Linked DNA regions of Zea mays: region 2 is linked to region 1. The links are chromatin contacts, called in public Hi-C maps. All regions are on one chromosome and are shown on one strand. The core of a region is the stretch at or near the end of the contact, and the rest is flanking DNA. Distances in the headings are between cores, read along the strand shown.

Evidence for each region. A called contact is a pair of places that touch in the nucleus more often than the background predicts.
Region 2: a Hi-C map of tassel shows a contact between it and region 1, with 6 times the contacts expected there. The contact joins the promoter of LOC100192834 here to the promoter of LOC109945306 in region 1. A contact is called at or near these places in 6 of 25 Hi-C or Micro-C datasets (bundle sheath, ear, leaf and 1 more).

The regions. Positions count from the first base shown.
Region 1 is chr3:159,997,751-160,004,888 of Zm-B73-REFERENCE-NAM-5.0, reverse strand. It overlaps LOC109945306 (auxin-responsive protein SAUR50), which reads right to left and starts at 2,724. Exons shown (of 1, transcript XM_020551148.1): 1 at 1,800-2,724. The coding sequence starts at 2,445. The coding sequence ends at 1,984.
Region 2 is chr3:160,189,338-160,196,475 of Zm-B73-REFERENCE-NAM-5.0, reverse strand. LOC100192834 reads left to right here and starts at 2,776. Exons shown (of 2, transcript NM_001358585.1): 1 at 2,776-5,904; 2 at 6,001-7,138. The coding sequence starts at 5,856. The coding sequence ends at 6,914.

The DNA of each region.
Region 1 (7,138 bases), core at 1,475-3,974:
TGGACTTATGGTTCTATTTTTTTTAATGGTAGACGACATGCTCATTAATAACAAGACATATATGGTTATTTTGTCAATACCAAAATCTACTTAGAGAGAGTACAATATGCATGTATATGTTTGTTAATTGTAGAGATAAGCTAATGTGAACTTGTATGTTTTATAATGTGTTTCACAAGAAAGAAAGAAAGAAAGAGAGCTAAGGGCAACAGCATGACACAAGTTAATTCCCTTGCTGGCATTTCGATTAACCACAAGCACCTATATAGTTAGAACTTTCGACTATATATATATATATATTGTATTTATATATTACACCTGGGTGCATTCAATATAGAGAATGCACCCAGGCCGAACCTACGCGCCAGGTCCGAGCCAACCGTCCCACTCAGGCCGTCTTCGTCCCTCTCGCACATCTTCGTCGCTCCCGCACGCTCCCGACAGAACCTTTTCACTTTCCCGCTCACGCCCCTCTTTCTCCACGAACGGCTCAACCTCTTCACATAAGTTGCAATCACACCAGACCAGCAGTTGCAATCACACCAGACCAGCAGTTGCAATTACACCAGACCAACAGTTGCAATCATTGTTTTGTTTAAGAGATTTTTGTACATAGTTATATAAAAGTTGCAATCACACCAGACCAGCAGTTGCAATTACACCAGAAAGCAGTTGCAATCACACCAGACATCAGTTGCAATCATTATTTGTTTAACAGTTTTTTGGACATAGTTATATAGAAGTTGCAATCACACCAGACCAGCAGTTGCAATTACACCAGAAAGCAGTTGCAATCACACCAGACATCAGTTGCAATCATTATTTGTTTAACAGTTTTTTGGACATAGTTATATAGAAGTTGCAATCACACCAGACCAGCAGTTGCAATTACACCAGACAGCAGTTGCAATCATTGTTTGTTTAACAGATTTTTGGACATAGTTATAAAGAAGTTGCAATCACACTAGACCAGCAGTTGCAATTACACTAGACAGCAGTTGCAATCATTGTTTGTTTAACAGATTTTTGGACATAGTTATATAGAAGTTGCAATCACACCAGACCAGCAGTTGCAATTACACCAGACCAGCAGTTGCAATCATATTTTTTAACAAAATTTTCCAGAGTTATTCAGTACTTGCAATCACATCAGAGCAACTCAGCAGTTGCATCTACACCATACCAGCAGTTGCAATTACAACACACCAGCAGTTACAATCATTTTGTTTACATTTTTTAACAGATATTTGGGTAGAAATATACAGCAGTTGCAATCACACCTAATGCGGGGGACAGGGAGGCGCGCTGACAGAGAGGCGCGCGGCGGCGCGGGGACATGGAGGCACGCGGCGACGCGGGGACAGGGAGGCGCTCGACGGCGGTGGGGGAGAGGGAGGCGCGCGGCGGCGGGGGCAGGGAGGCGCGCGGCGGCGGGGGGCAGGGAGGCGCGCATACAGGAGGGCCGAGGCGTGCTCGGGGGTGTTATTGCAGGTGGGTGCATTCAATATAGAGAATGCACCCAGGTGCATTTTAGTGCCGCCGTGTGTGTGTGTGTATATATATATATATATATATATATATATATATATATATATATATATATATATATATATATATATATATATATATATATATATATATATATATATATATATATATATATATATAGTGTATACAGAAACCTGTATTACCTGAGACTAATTGAAATGACGACTAAACTTTAGAGTCCACGATTTCTATAGTTGATCGATCCAACTGGATCGATGAGCTAGGGCTCACAGTCACACACAGCATACACATGCATGAACATAGTATGATCATGAGCAGAAAGCCAACGATTCTGCTATGGATGACACTTAGTCGTCATAGCAGATTAGCAGTAGAGAACTAGTACTACGCTACGTACCAGAATTCCTACAGCACCATTAGCTCACTAATCATGATGTGTTTGTTAGTAGGTAATCCTTGTCTTTCTGCTCTCTCTCACCTCCTCCTGCCAACCATCGGCGGCGACGACAGCATCCGGTACCCGGCAGCGCGGCCCTTGCTGCCGCTGTGCAGGCCGCACATCGGCGAGGAGGCCGCGGCGACCTCCTCGTTGGCGCCGTCAGCGCGCTCCATCTGCCACAGCACGTCGAGGAAGGAGTCGACGTCGCAGCCGGGCAGCGCGAGCGGGCCCTGCGCCGCGTACCCGTACTCGCGCTCCGTGTCGTCCAGGAGGCGCCGGAACAGAGGGTGGTTGGCGCACTCGGCGCGCACCACGAACCGCTCTCGCTCGGCGCCCACGTACACCGAGAAGCACCCCGGCGGCGACGATGTTGACGACCGGCCGCATGAGCCGCCGCCACCGGCGCTCAGCCCGGACTTGCACCGCTGCAGGGTTCTTGAGATCAGGCTCTTTCTCCCTGCCTTGCTCGTCGTTGTCGTCATCACCGTGGCCGCCATATGCTGGATGAGTGCAAGAAAAGCTGCTGCTGCTGCTTCGGACAGAGCTGAGCTGAGACGAGGCCAGGTGAGGTGAGGTTATAAGGACTTAAGGAGACACGGTCGAGGAGGAGGGCAGTAACCAGCAGCTAGCCTGCTATTGCATATGCATGCATGCTCCAGTCCAGGGTAATAGTGATGTGCAGGATAATGGGCACTAGCAGCAGGTATCTAGCTAGCTGTCTGCTTCTCTATAGGCAGCCAGCTTCTCTACTTGACGCACATTTTCTTGATTTCTTGGTGTGAGAGGAGGAGGACAAACACACAGCAGGCCATATAGGAAGAAGGAAACAGAGACGTACGCTGAGAAAACAAATTTTGCATATATATATATATATATATATATATATATATATATATATATATATATATATATATATATATATATATATATATATATATATATATATATATATATATATATATATATATATATATATATATATATATATATAAGAAATTTGAGAATAGCACAGGTACGTATGCAGGGGTACGGTGCTGCGCTGCACATTTTGTTTTGGAGGCGTTGAAGGAGCACAGACATCGCTCAATAATTGTGTGAGATCTATGCTATCTCCAGTGGTCAACCCCTCTGCTTGCCAATGCCATGTATGTGGAGGAAGCACTGCCTGCTACATGAACTAACGATGCTTTTCTATTTAATTCACACACTGTTAATTTCTCTGTCAGCAGCTGCTTAGGCTTTTGAATTAAACTAATTAGAACATACACACCTCAATAACATGGTCCCGCCGCCTGTGTAGGAACACGGTCGTCGTGCCCTAGAATCGTAGGAAAGATAAGTATTCCAGCTGGTTGTGAATTCGTAATGAATTTTGAAATGCCTCTCTGTACGTATATTGCTGCTTCTTTGTTGATTTTTCTAACACGCTAATGTATGTATGTACGAAACGGAAGACTGCCGTCTTCGTGCCGCTGAAGGAAAAACGATTGTTCATCTTCTTTTTTTTCAAACTTCTCCCTTTTATTTAGGTATTATTATTAATGCATGGTGACCGGCGGCGGCCGGAATAACTGCCGGCAGCTTCTGTTTGAATTGTCAAATAACCCCTTGAGCCATGCTGCATGGCATGATGGCCCTGGCGCCTGCTAGCTTGGAACACGAAAGCGTGCCGAGACTGCATACAGCGCCTGCGTTGAATAAATAACACAACTGTAGACAGATACAGATTTGGGTTGGCGCTTCTGTGAAAACTACGGTTGCAGATCATACCACAACAACTGTAGATATGTGCATGCATCGATCGTCATCTTTGAATTTTAATTTGAATAGGTTCAGTTCCAACGAAAATCAAGTGCGAGGTCTGTCATCACCCGATCTAATAACAATGCAAAAGCCCCACATTTTAGAGGAGGAGATCATAGGTGACAAATCAATCTCTATGAATGCATATATGAAACGGAGTAGCAGCATCAATCAATGATATGATTGTCTTCCTTGCAGTACCTGCAGAATTTATCTGTCTTGCTTCATGGTTTTTGAATGGCCTTTGTAAGGATTGTAAGATTTTTTTCTATATTGTTATTGTTTGGTTTATTTTTCTGTCCTCCCGTAAATAGAGGCGAGGCTTCTCCATTGAAAAGCAAAACCTTGAAAAGACATCATTTGTTTTGTCTTTTAATTCCTCGGCATACGAAGCCTCGAAAAGTCCATCTAGTTTTATAGTCTCATGACTATATATATGCGCATCTTCTTTGCAAAACCAGGCAAAGTGCACAAAGGAATAATACTTAAATCCTCCTCGTCATGATCTAGCTCCTTAGCGTAGACATATGATCTTCTTGAAGACCAAAATATGAATCATCGTCTTTTAACTTGCGTGTATATAACTCCATCTTCACATACGTCTTGCTTGTCAATCAAATCTTTAGACATGCAAATTGACTAACTTGATTCGATCATAGAGGTAGCCGCGCGCAGGTGCAGTTTTCTCATGCAAAACATCTCACAAAATGTTATTTGCTAGATTAAGCTGGATTAATTTGAGTCAAGGACGTATGCTCTTTTCTCTTCTCCGTCCTCGCCGGTCTAAAATAAACTTGAAATCCTCGTTACTAAATTCGTCAAGAGCGTCATCTACTTTATCCAGGTGTACGTGTACTTCATCGCCCGGTGAATAAATAACAGCGATAATACCCAGAACAAAATAATATGCGGAAAATCTGGTATTCTTCATGCGCGCGAAATAACAGCAATAAATGGACGAAGAGCTAATCGATCACCGTGTGCAGGTAGCAAATTGGATGGAAATTCGGATTGGAGGAGCGACAGTCCACCACTTGGTCCGCGTGCGCTAAAATCAACAACGCTGCTCTTGGGTAACAGCAGAAGCAATTTCTCGAAGCGCGTGGACGACAGGCAGCAGGCGGACGACAGCCAGAGCTTTTTTATATTGAATGACTAAACGTATAGATGAGCATGCAAACCGCAGCCCGACAGCCCGGCACGAGGCCCGGTTTTTTGGCCCGGCCCAAGCACGGCACGGCCCGTCTGGTTTCGTGCCCGTGCCAGCCCGACCCGGTAGACCAGGCCGTGCTTGGGCTGCCGAATACACCCGCCGGGCGGCACGGCCCGGCCCGCCAGGAAAAGCAGGCACGGAGCCAGCCCGGTTCCAGGCACACGCCGGACAGCAGCACGAAGAAGGCGTCGGACCGGGCTGCCCTCGCCTTGGCCCGGAACAGCGCGCCGTAGTGCGCCAGCGCGGCGTCGACGAGGACCCGCAGCTGGACGTCCGGCGCGTGCGCCTGCAGCACCGCCCGCAGCTCCGTCGCCTTCCTGCTCTGCTCCTCCACCCAGTGTGCGTACTCCAGCTCGAACGCAGCGACGCGCGGGTCCACGGACGCCGCCGGCGGTGCGACTCCTCCTCCCACGCCGTACGCGCCGTGCTGCAGCAGAGTTGATCAGCAGTGGCAGCTGCGGCTAGCGGTGCTGCCTAGATTGTTCCATCGGCCTGGATTGTTCCATCTGTATATTTTGTTGAACTGTGTTGAATTCAGTTGCATCTTTGTTTTCTAGCTCAGAATTATAAACTGTGTTGAATTCTATTTACCGGGCTTCGGGCTGGCCCGAACCACAATTGGGTCTGGGCTTTTCGGGCTGGCCCGGCCCGAATAGAGATGGCAATGGGGACCCGATCCCCGATTCCCCGCGGGGAATTCCTCTATTAGGGGACGGGTATGGGACTAATTTAGTCCCCGCGGGGATCTAAATGGGGGAAATTTAATCCCCGTCGGGTTCGCGGGGACGGGGACGGGGAACCATCCCCCGTCCCCGTTCCCCGTGTACCCGCTCCACGAAACTATTTTATCCAAGTTAGTTAATTTACTTGTTAAAATTATAGTAAGAACTCAGTACATAGCATGTTATAAAATAGAAAACTAAACTATGTCTCTTGTAATTTTCAATCTTGTTTGTTAAATTTGTATTAATTTGATACAATCAATTTAAATTTATCTTCAAACATTGTACTTCTAGTGGGGACAGATTCCCCGCGGGGTTCCCCACGGGGATAAATTCCCCGACGGGGACGGGGATGGGAGAAAAAGCTCCCCCGTGAGCGTTCGCGGGGACGGGGACGGGGAATTTTTGTCCCCGCGGGGACGGGGATGGGAAGCCATTCCCCGACGGGGAAATCCCCGTTGCCATCCCTAGGCCCGAAAAACGGCCCGAAGGGCCGTGCCTGGGCCTCTGGCCAGGCACGTAGGACTGTGCAGGCCCGGCCCGGCAGGCCCGTGGGCCTGGTCGTGCCGTGCCTATTTGGGCCGTGCCAGACACGGGCCCGGGCCGTGCCGGGCCGGGCGGCTCGTTTGCTCATCTATAACTAAACGCGATAAAGTCGCAGACGAAACACGCAGGTCGATTTCAACCGGAACAGCTGCGGCTTCAATCACTGGAATGGTGACGTCGATTTGGGTGTTAATCACTAGAACCGTTTGTGGGAGCACGGATGGTTCGTGACCTCGCTGCACGAGCGGCTTCTCCCTGCGGTTTTGCCGAACGGTCCGTACTCTAGATCGGACGGTCCGTACGTACGTGCGGAGAGGGTCTTCTTCTCTGCGAAGAACGTGGATCTCGTCTCCCGAGAAGAACCCCGATAAAATAAGAGCTCTAAGGATTGTCTTGGGATTAGTATACCATCCAAGACGTCTCTGGTCAACGCAGGGTATGTTTGGTTTGACTTTTGGTTTTGGCTTTTGACCCCTAAAAGCCAAAAGCCAAACCAAAGGGCTAGATCCAGGAAACAGCTTTTTCTAAAAGCCGACTTTCTCACAGTGCAAAACTGAAAGCATCTCTGGATCTGCTTTTAATGGCTTTCGGATGGAACTGTGAAAACATATATAGAAGAAATTTTAACGGCTTTTAGTAGTTTCCGTCAAACGGTTTTTAGCTTTTTAACAGCTCACAACCTACATCAGCTTTTTTCACAGCTCATAGCCCACAACAGTTTTTTTTCACAGCCACAGTCTAACCAAACAGACCCGTAGAGTCAAACAGCGGCGAAAAAAATAGGTTGATAAAGGCTAGACTAGGGCTAGATTACTCCTACTCCTAAGGAATGAAAATAATATTGCAAATAAGGTAAATATAATAAATAGGTTTGGTTAGATTGGGGGTTTAATTGGTCGTACTCTG
Region 2 (7,138 bases), core at 1,527-4,026, 190 kb before region 1:
GTAAAAGGTTTTTGCAATAACCATGGATTTTATAAGCTTTGGATGAATTAATGCACACACTTTCTTTTTATTGTGTTAGTTATGAACAAAAAATGAGACTCTAGATCTAATCTAAATTATAAAAGTAAACCTTACATTTGAATAAATTCTAGAAGAGCATGGTAAAACCCTAGTTTAAAATAATATTTTGTCAACTACTAATTTTATGACTTAGCACACATTTATGGTTCAACAAGCATTAGGAAAAGAATGAATGATTTGCTCCTGTTATTAGCACCTAGGGCTTGCTATTTTTTCCAAGTTAGGACACATGTTAGAATGTTTGTCGCTGACAATAAACATGGCTCTAATTAGTTCAATTAAACTAGCAAATCTTTATTAAATGAAATACTAAAATAGGAGAAAATCATGTCGCTGACATGTAAACAAAATTTCAATGAAGACAATGCAATGTGACCCATTTCATTTGGAGTTTTATGTGAATGTTATGAGGTTTCAAAGTTTCGAGGACCAAAATGTAACTAACCCTAGCTTTCAGGGGCTAGTAGAGGATTTTCCTGAGACTCAGTGTGTAGGCACAAAATTTTAGGGAGGTGTATGGCCTTTATGCAAAATTCGCAGGTGTAGGCGTGACTAGGGCGACGTGGCCAAAGCCCATTGGGTGAGGCTTGCCACAAGATGGGCTACATGGCTGATGCCGCAGAGGATCCGAGGGATCGGGCGGGTCAAGGTTTGGGGAGCGATCGTGTGCAGACATGTGGTTAGTCGGGGATGATCCCGCGACAACGCGCTCGCGCGGAAGGCACTCGCAACTGGGCGGGCCCACCAGTCAATGTCACCAACAGGGGCGTGAGGACAGTGAATGACACAAGGGTCCCACATGGTAGGGTCTGCGCAGGCGCTAGTGTGTGTGAAGGGGTGGCTTTTCTGCCGGTGGGGTCCACCAGACAGCGGCTCCATGCACGTGTACATGAGGGGGTGGAGAGATTGTAGGTGGGCCCTGGATGTCGGGGCTTTCGTCCACCTCCCGCTCATGTGCAATGCTGGGCACGACGACCATGGCCAGTGGTGGCACAAGGATGGGGAGAACTTCGGGCACCAGCAGTTGGTCGGAGGGACACGACACAACAACGCAGTTGCGGTCGTGGTCCCGCACCGGCGACTGTGCAAAGAAAAAAAGAGAACAAGGGAGTGAATGAGGGAGTTTGGCCGATAGTTTCTCACCTCGGGGTGGAGCTCGACCAGGTGGTGCTGCGAACGATGACGACAGTTCTTTGAGCGTGACATGGCGATGTGATCGTGATGCGACGATGCTCCGGATACTATGTAGAACGGGCACATCGGCACATGTGGAGCCCCGACATGCAGGGGCGACTTCGAGCGCGGCGTGGTGACTGGCAGTGCGTGGGGAGAGTGGGGCGTGGTCTTGGGATGTAGGGGAGATCACCGAAATTGTTGCAATTTAGCACTTTTTTCAAAAAAAAATCACACTTGGACCCCTTGACGACTTAATGTCGTTTTTAGACCCTTTGCTCGGCGTCATATACCTTGGTGCCAAGATAACACGGGACGACGCCATGACCTAAGGCACCGAGGTTACTGATGCGCTGGACTCCCGTGCCGCACTGGCGCTTATCAGGGCCGGACCTGGGGGGTTGCCGGGGGTGCCACGGCACTGGGCCCCCAAAGACATGGGGCCCCACCCTCTAAAAAACATAGACACCTGCTTTGCTCGTCAGCCCGTTTTCCACTGGATGACTGCGTCTGCTTATCGAACACAATTACACAAATATCGTGTTGCTCTTTTGGACTGGAAGTTGGATCGCGGTCATGCCGCCTCCGCCTAGCACCTGCCCGGCCCCGCCTTGGCGATCGGTGATCGCCTGATCGGCCTGCTCTTGCCACTGTGCCGACGTGTCCGGCCACGCGCCGCAGCCGTTTGCGTGTCATGTTGCCTGACGCTGCCCGCCTAGAAGGTAAAATTCCTGCTTACCTAAAAGATATTCGTGGTACCTTTATTTGTTTTTAGTTAGTTTAATTTGCTTTTATTTTTTATCAGCCCATTAAGATAGTGATAAATAATACTCCATTGTCCTCATTTATAATTCGTTTGACTTTTTTGTGGCAAGTTTGATTGACTCGTCTTATTCAGAGTTTTTGCGAAAAATGAAAAATTCGAAGCCATACTTAAAGTATATTATATACTAAACGATATTACAGTAAAAATTAATGATAAATATTTTTTTGAATAAGACGAGCTGATCAAACTTATGGTAAAAAGTTAAATAAATTATAAATTAGAATGAAGAAAGTATGTGTTTATAATTATATATATATATACATGGGTAGATAGGGCCTCCCTATTGGGTTTCGCCTCAGGCCCCCAAACGGTCAGGAACGGCCCTGGCGCTTATGTGGCTGAGCTCGACACCATGATTCATGGTGCCGAGCTCCCATCTCCCGCCGGTAGGTTTTCCTTACTTCTGAATTTGTACTTTACGGAAAAACGCTATGCTTTTCTAGGATCAGCTTATTTGCGTCAGTCACCAACCGCTTACATGTGAGAAGATATGTTGTCTACTATTTTTTTGTCTACTTTCTAAAATAAAAAATACATAGACATATATATTTATTTCTATTATCTCGTAGAAGATAATGTGTAGTAATAAATATTTAACTGTTCACGGTCGATCATTAATGGATATTTCAACCGGTTTGCGTCGCGTCATGAAGTCCTTCAGCTTTCTCAAGTACCTGTGCGGCGGTATGGTCGCTGGCGCCCATCGCATACCCGTGACCGCAGCCACCACACCCATTTTGTCTTGTCGGCATACGCCGCCGTCTCCTTCAACATGGAATTCGTGATGCGCGACGACGAGAGCGCCACGTTCAACGTCGAGGAGGAGCGGATCGATAGTCTGAGTCCATGCCGCCGGCATCGCTGCTTCGTCCAGCCACCAGATCTCGCGCGCTGATGCTGGACTACGGAAGCAGAAGGGCACTTCAGCGCCGGTGTACGCGGCCGGTGCCAGCACCGCGTCCGCGTTAGTGGCTACTTCAGCGCCGGTGGACGCGGCTGGTGCCCGCACCGCGTTAGTGGCGAGGCAGCAGCGAGCAGCCAACGGGACGGGAGAGCCGGTTCCTAGTAAGTGCCTAGCTGTTTTTGGAAATCCGAATAGATTTGCCAAGATTTATTTTGGAAATCCTAGGAGATTTGCGAACAGCTATCTAGCTCACCTAGAAAAGGTCGCTCGGTGTGCAAAGGCGAAGCAGCAAACAGGATGCAAGAAAATCTCGCTAGAATCAGAAGACAGGAGCTCAACCTCGTGAATCGTGGCGCCGAGCTCGGCCATATCATCGCCATACCTCAGTTTTATGGACTATGGTGTCGAGTCGTGTTATCTCGGTGTCACGGCCTATAAGCTATCAGCTTGTTCGCTGCGGCTTGCTGCGGCTGCAATCCGGCTGCGGCTGCGGCTTCTACAGTATTTTTCTCTCTATGGATTGCAGCTGCAGCAGTCCAAACAGCTGCAACAGTGTCGGCTTGCAGCCAGCCGAACACGCCCTATGACGCTGAACAAAGAGTCTAAAAATAGAAATACTTTATCTAGAAGACTAAATATGAAATTTGTTCAAAAAAGGGCTAAAATTCAAAAAATCCGGTTGGACGTGCTGGGTGGTTTGAATAGGGGCTGGGCGTGGGCGGTTGCCCGGTACGCGCGACGTGGTGCGTGTCGCGAGTGGAGGGAACAAGAATATGACATGTGGTTTCGTGGCTCAGCGTTAGGACCGGGCATAAAACCTGAGCCCGAAGTCCGTTACGCAAAATACTCGAACCCGTACCCGTTTAGTCTGAGACCTGTTACCCGAACAGTTCTAACGTGTAACAAAATGGAATACCTGAACTAAGTTTGGGTCTAATCGGGTATTCACCCGCGGTACCCGAAGTACCCATTCTACCCGAAATTAGACAACACGTGCCAGGTCGAGCGCTAGCCGCTAGCCCAACAGCGGCACAGCCCACGGGCCACACCCAGTTGATAGCCTACTCAGTTCTTCCTCCTCCGTCAGTCACTGGCTCGGTCCATTCGTTAGCATATCACCAGTCCTTGATCAGCATTGTTAATACTACTAGCTCGCTGCTGAGTGCTGGCTATGCGAAACTTCATTCCAGTTTCTTCACAAAATTCCAACTCGAGCTCGTCGTCGCTATCGCTGGACCGTACGAACGTGCCGGCCCCCTCCCTGCATGGTGGACCAAAGAGCCACCCAGATCAGGGCGGATCCCCGTGAAATCCCCCTCTTGTTCTTTAATTACTCCCAGGCGGAGGAAAGGCGGCAGTGCACAACGACAGAGACGAAGACTTTGGAATCGTCCTTGAATACAAGTACGGGTACCCGAACTTATACCCAAACCTAAACCTGAATTTGCGGGTACCTGAAATTGCGGGTACCCAAAATTTCGGGTACGAGTACGGGTTCTACGGTTGAAAACCCGAAATATAAAAAACCCAAAAAGCCCGACCCAAAATTTCGAGTAAACGCGAACGCCCAGTCCTACTCAGTGTATCGGCTGGCATGACGATTGACGGAAGGGGTCCGTGGGGCAGCGGCGAGGCCCTCCGCGCGCGAGAGCGCCGCGTTGGCAAGCGGGGTCCATGCAATAGTGAGAGGGAGGAGGCTTAATGAGGGCGCGGTCAGCTACTAGCAGGCGGGGCCCACGGCGCAGCGGCACTGGGTGTGGATGTGGGCACACGCGGGCGCGTGCAGGCCGTGGCTGGATCGGGCCGAAAGGCCAAGGGCGAGAAGGGTGAAGTCTTCCTTTTTTATTTTCTTTTTATTTAAATTTAGTTTCCCCTTTTTGAATTCAAAATTAAACATGATTCTTAAATTTGAATGAATGCACACCAAGACACTTCAACTAATAAGTATATAGATGTACCAGTCTGTGATGCAACAATCCATGACTCTGTTAGGTTATATTATTTGCCAAGATACAAATACATATTCAAAATAACTCTCCCTTTTTAGAGAAAAGGAAAAGAAAATAAATCTTTCACGGTGGTAGATTTCATATTTGTATTTCTAAGTTGCCACATAATCATGAAAGAAATGAAACCTTGGTTAAAACAGCCTCTCATAGTGAAGAGTTTCATTCAGCACAGTTTCACAATTAATATGCAAGAGATAATATGTCTAGGTAATGATTAACATGCGTGAGAAGGGCTTTCTTCTTACTCCCTCCGTTTCTTTTTAGTTGTCGCTGGATAGTTCAATTTTGCACTGTCTATCGACAACTAAAACGAAACGGAGGAAGTACTATCTACCCAAAGTTGTATTACCCCCTTTGTTGAGTTTTTTTTTTAAATTTTTTTTGTTGGACCTAATATGCCGAGACGAAGATCTGTTCCCCACTAATGATTACTTATCAAATATGTAGGTAATTGAGAAAACGGATTTAGAAGGTTGATTTGATATATTTCATGATAGATGGAATCAATATCTACCTTAATTAGATGAAGATTTTAGATGTTACTTTAGATATGTTCATAATTGTAGAGATGAGTAATTTGGGAAAATAAATTAGATCCAAATGCTAATTATTACCAGTGATGATTATGATGGTCTACCAAATGACGACCAGAGATATTTCTATATATCGTTTATTTACAAAAAGAAGTTGGTTGATGATCTACCAAATGCTCGGTGTCGCTCAAGTCTCACTGTCTAATTAATAGCCATTATTGCCTTCCGTGTTAACAGATCCACCTAAGTTCGAACTTTGGGTGATAATACTTTTAGCTGTTGCGAGTGTGTCATTTGCTGCTTTAGTGGCTGCTCTACTTTGGATTATCATGCACAGACATTATTCCCGTGCCTCATCGATGAAGATAGAGTTGCAAGGTAATAACCCTATCATTTAACTTCATAATCCCCTAATAAACTAAACATCTAGTCATATTAATTTGGAGCGAAAAATCTTTCTATTCGTCGTCCCAGTTGCAAGGGAATTCTCGTACCAGGAGCTGTCTGCAGCGACCAGCAACTTCTTCAAGGACAGGAAGCTCGGCGCGGGCCAGTTCGGGGAGGTGTACAGAGGTGAGCTGCCGGACCCTCTCATGCCGCCGGTGGCGGTGAAGAGGCTGACGAGGCAGATGGAGGCGCGGACCCGGAAGGACTACGTGACCGAGATCATGACCTTGGGCCGGCTCAGCCACCGGAACCTAGTGAAGCTCGTCGGCTGGTGTCAAGGCGGCAATGAGCTGCTGCTCGTGTACGAGCTGGTAACGAACAGGAGCCTCGACGAGCACCTCCACAGGTCAGAGCGCCTGCTGGCGTGGCCTGAGAGGTACAGGATAGTGCTCGGCATAGGCTCCGCCATAGAGTACCTCCACACCGGCGACCAGAACCCCATCCTGCACCGCGACATCAAGCCCAGCAACGTGATGCTGGACGATGACTTCGAGGCCAAGCTCGGCGACTTCGGGCTCGTGAGGCAGATCCATCCAGGACATGGCTCTTCCCTCGAGGGCACCGTCATGATCGGGACTAGGGCGTACATGGATCCCGTATGCATGAGCACCAACACGGCGAGCACAGCGTCCGACATATACAGCTTCGGAGTGCTGCTGTTGGAGATCGCCACCGGCCTGATGCCGACCGAGGTGGCGGGCCCAGGAGGCCTCCTCTCCAACACCCTCATCAGCACTGTCCGGGAATACTACGGCAGGGGATCGGTCCTCGAGATGGCTGATAGGCGGCTGAACGGCGACTTCGACGAGGGCGAGATGGAGCGGGTGCTGCTCGTCGGTCTCTTGTGTGTCCAGCAGGATCGCCGTCACCGGCCGGAAATCAGAATCGCTGTCAACATGCTCTCGAATCTCAAGCTTCCGAGTCCTAGAATTCGTTCCTGAAAAGATTCACTCGCCAATAATAGGGTGCCTTGCCTCTCGAATCTCAGGCTTCCGACTCCCAGATTCGTTCCTGTATGTACATAGTGCTTTGTGAGTTAGCATTTGGTCTGGCTTTGATCACGTATTCCTCTATAAACTAGCAAGCTGGCTCGCACAAGAACTAATGTGATGTTTGGTTCACATATTTGTAATGTAACGGGTAACAGATAACGTTAAATCATGTT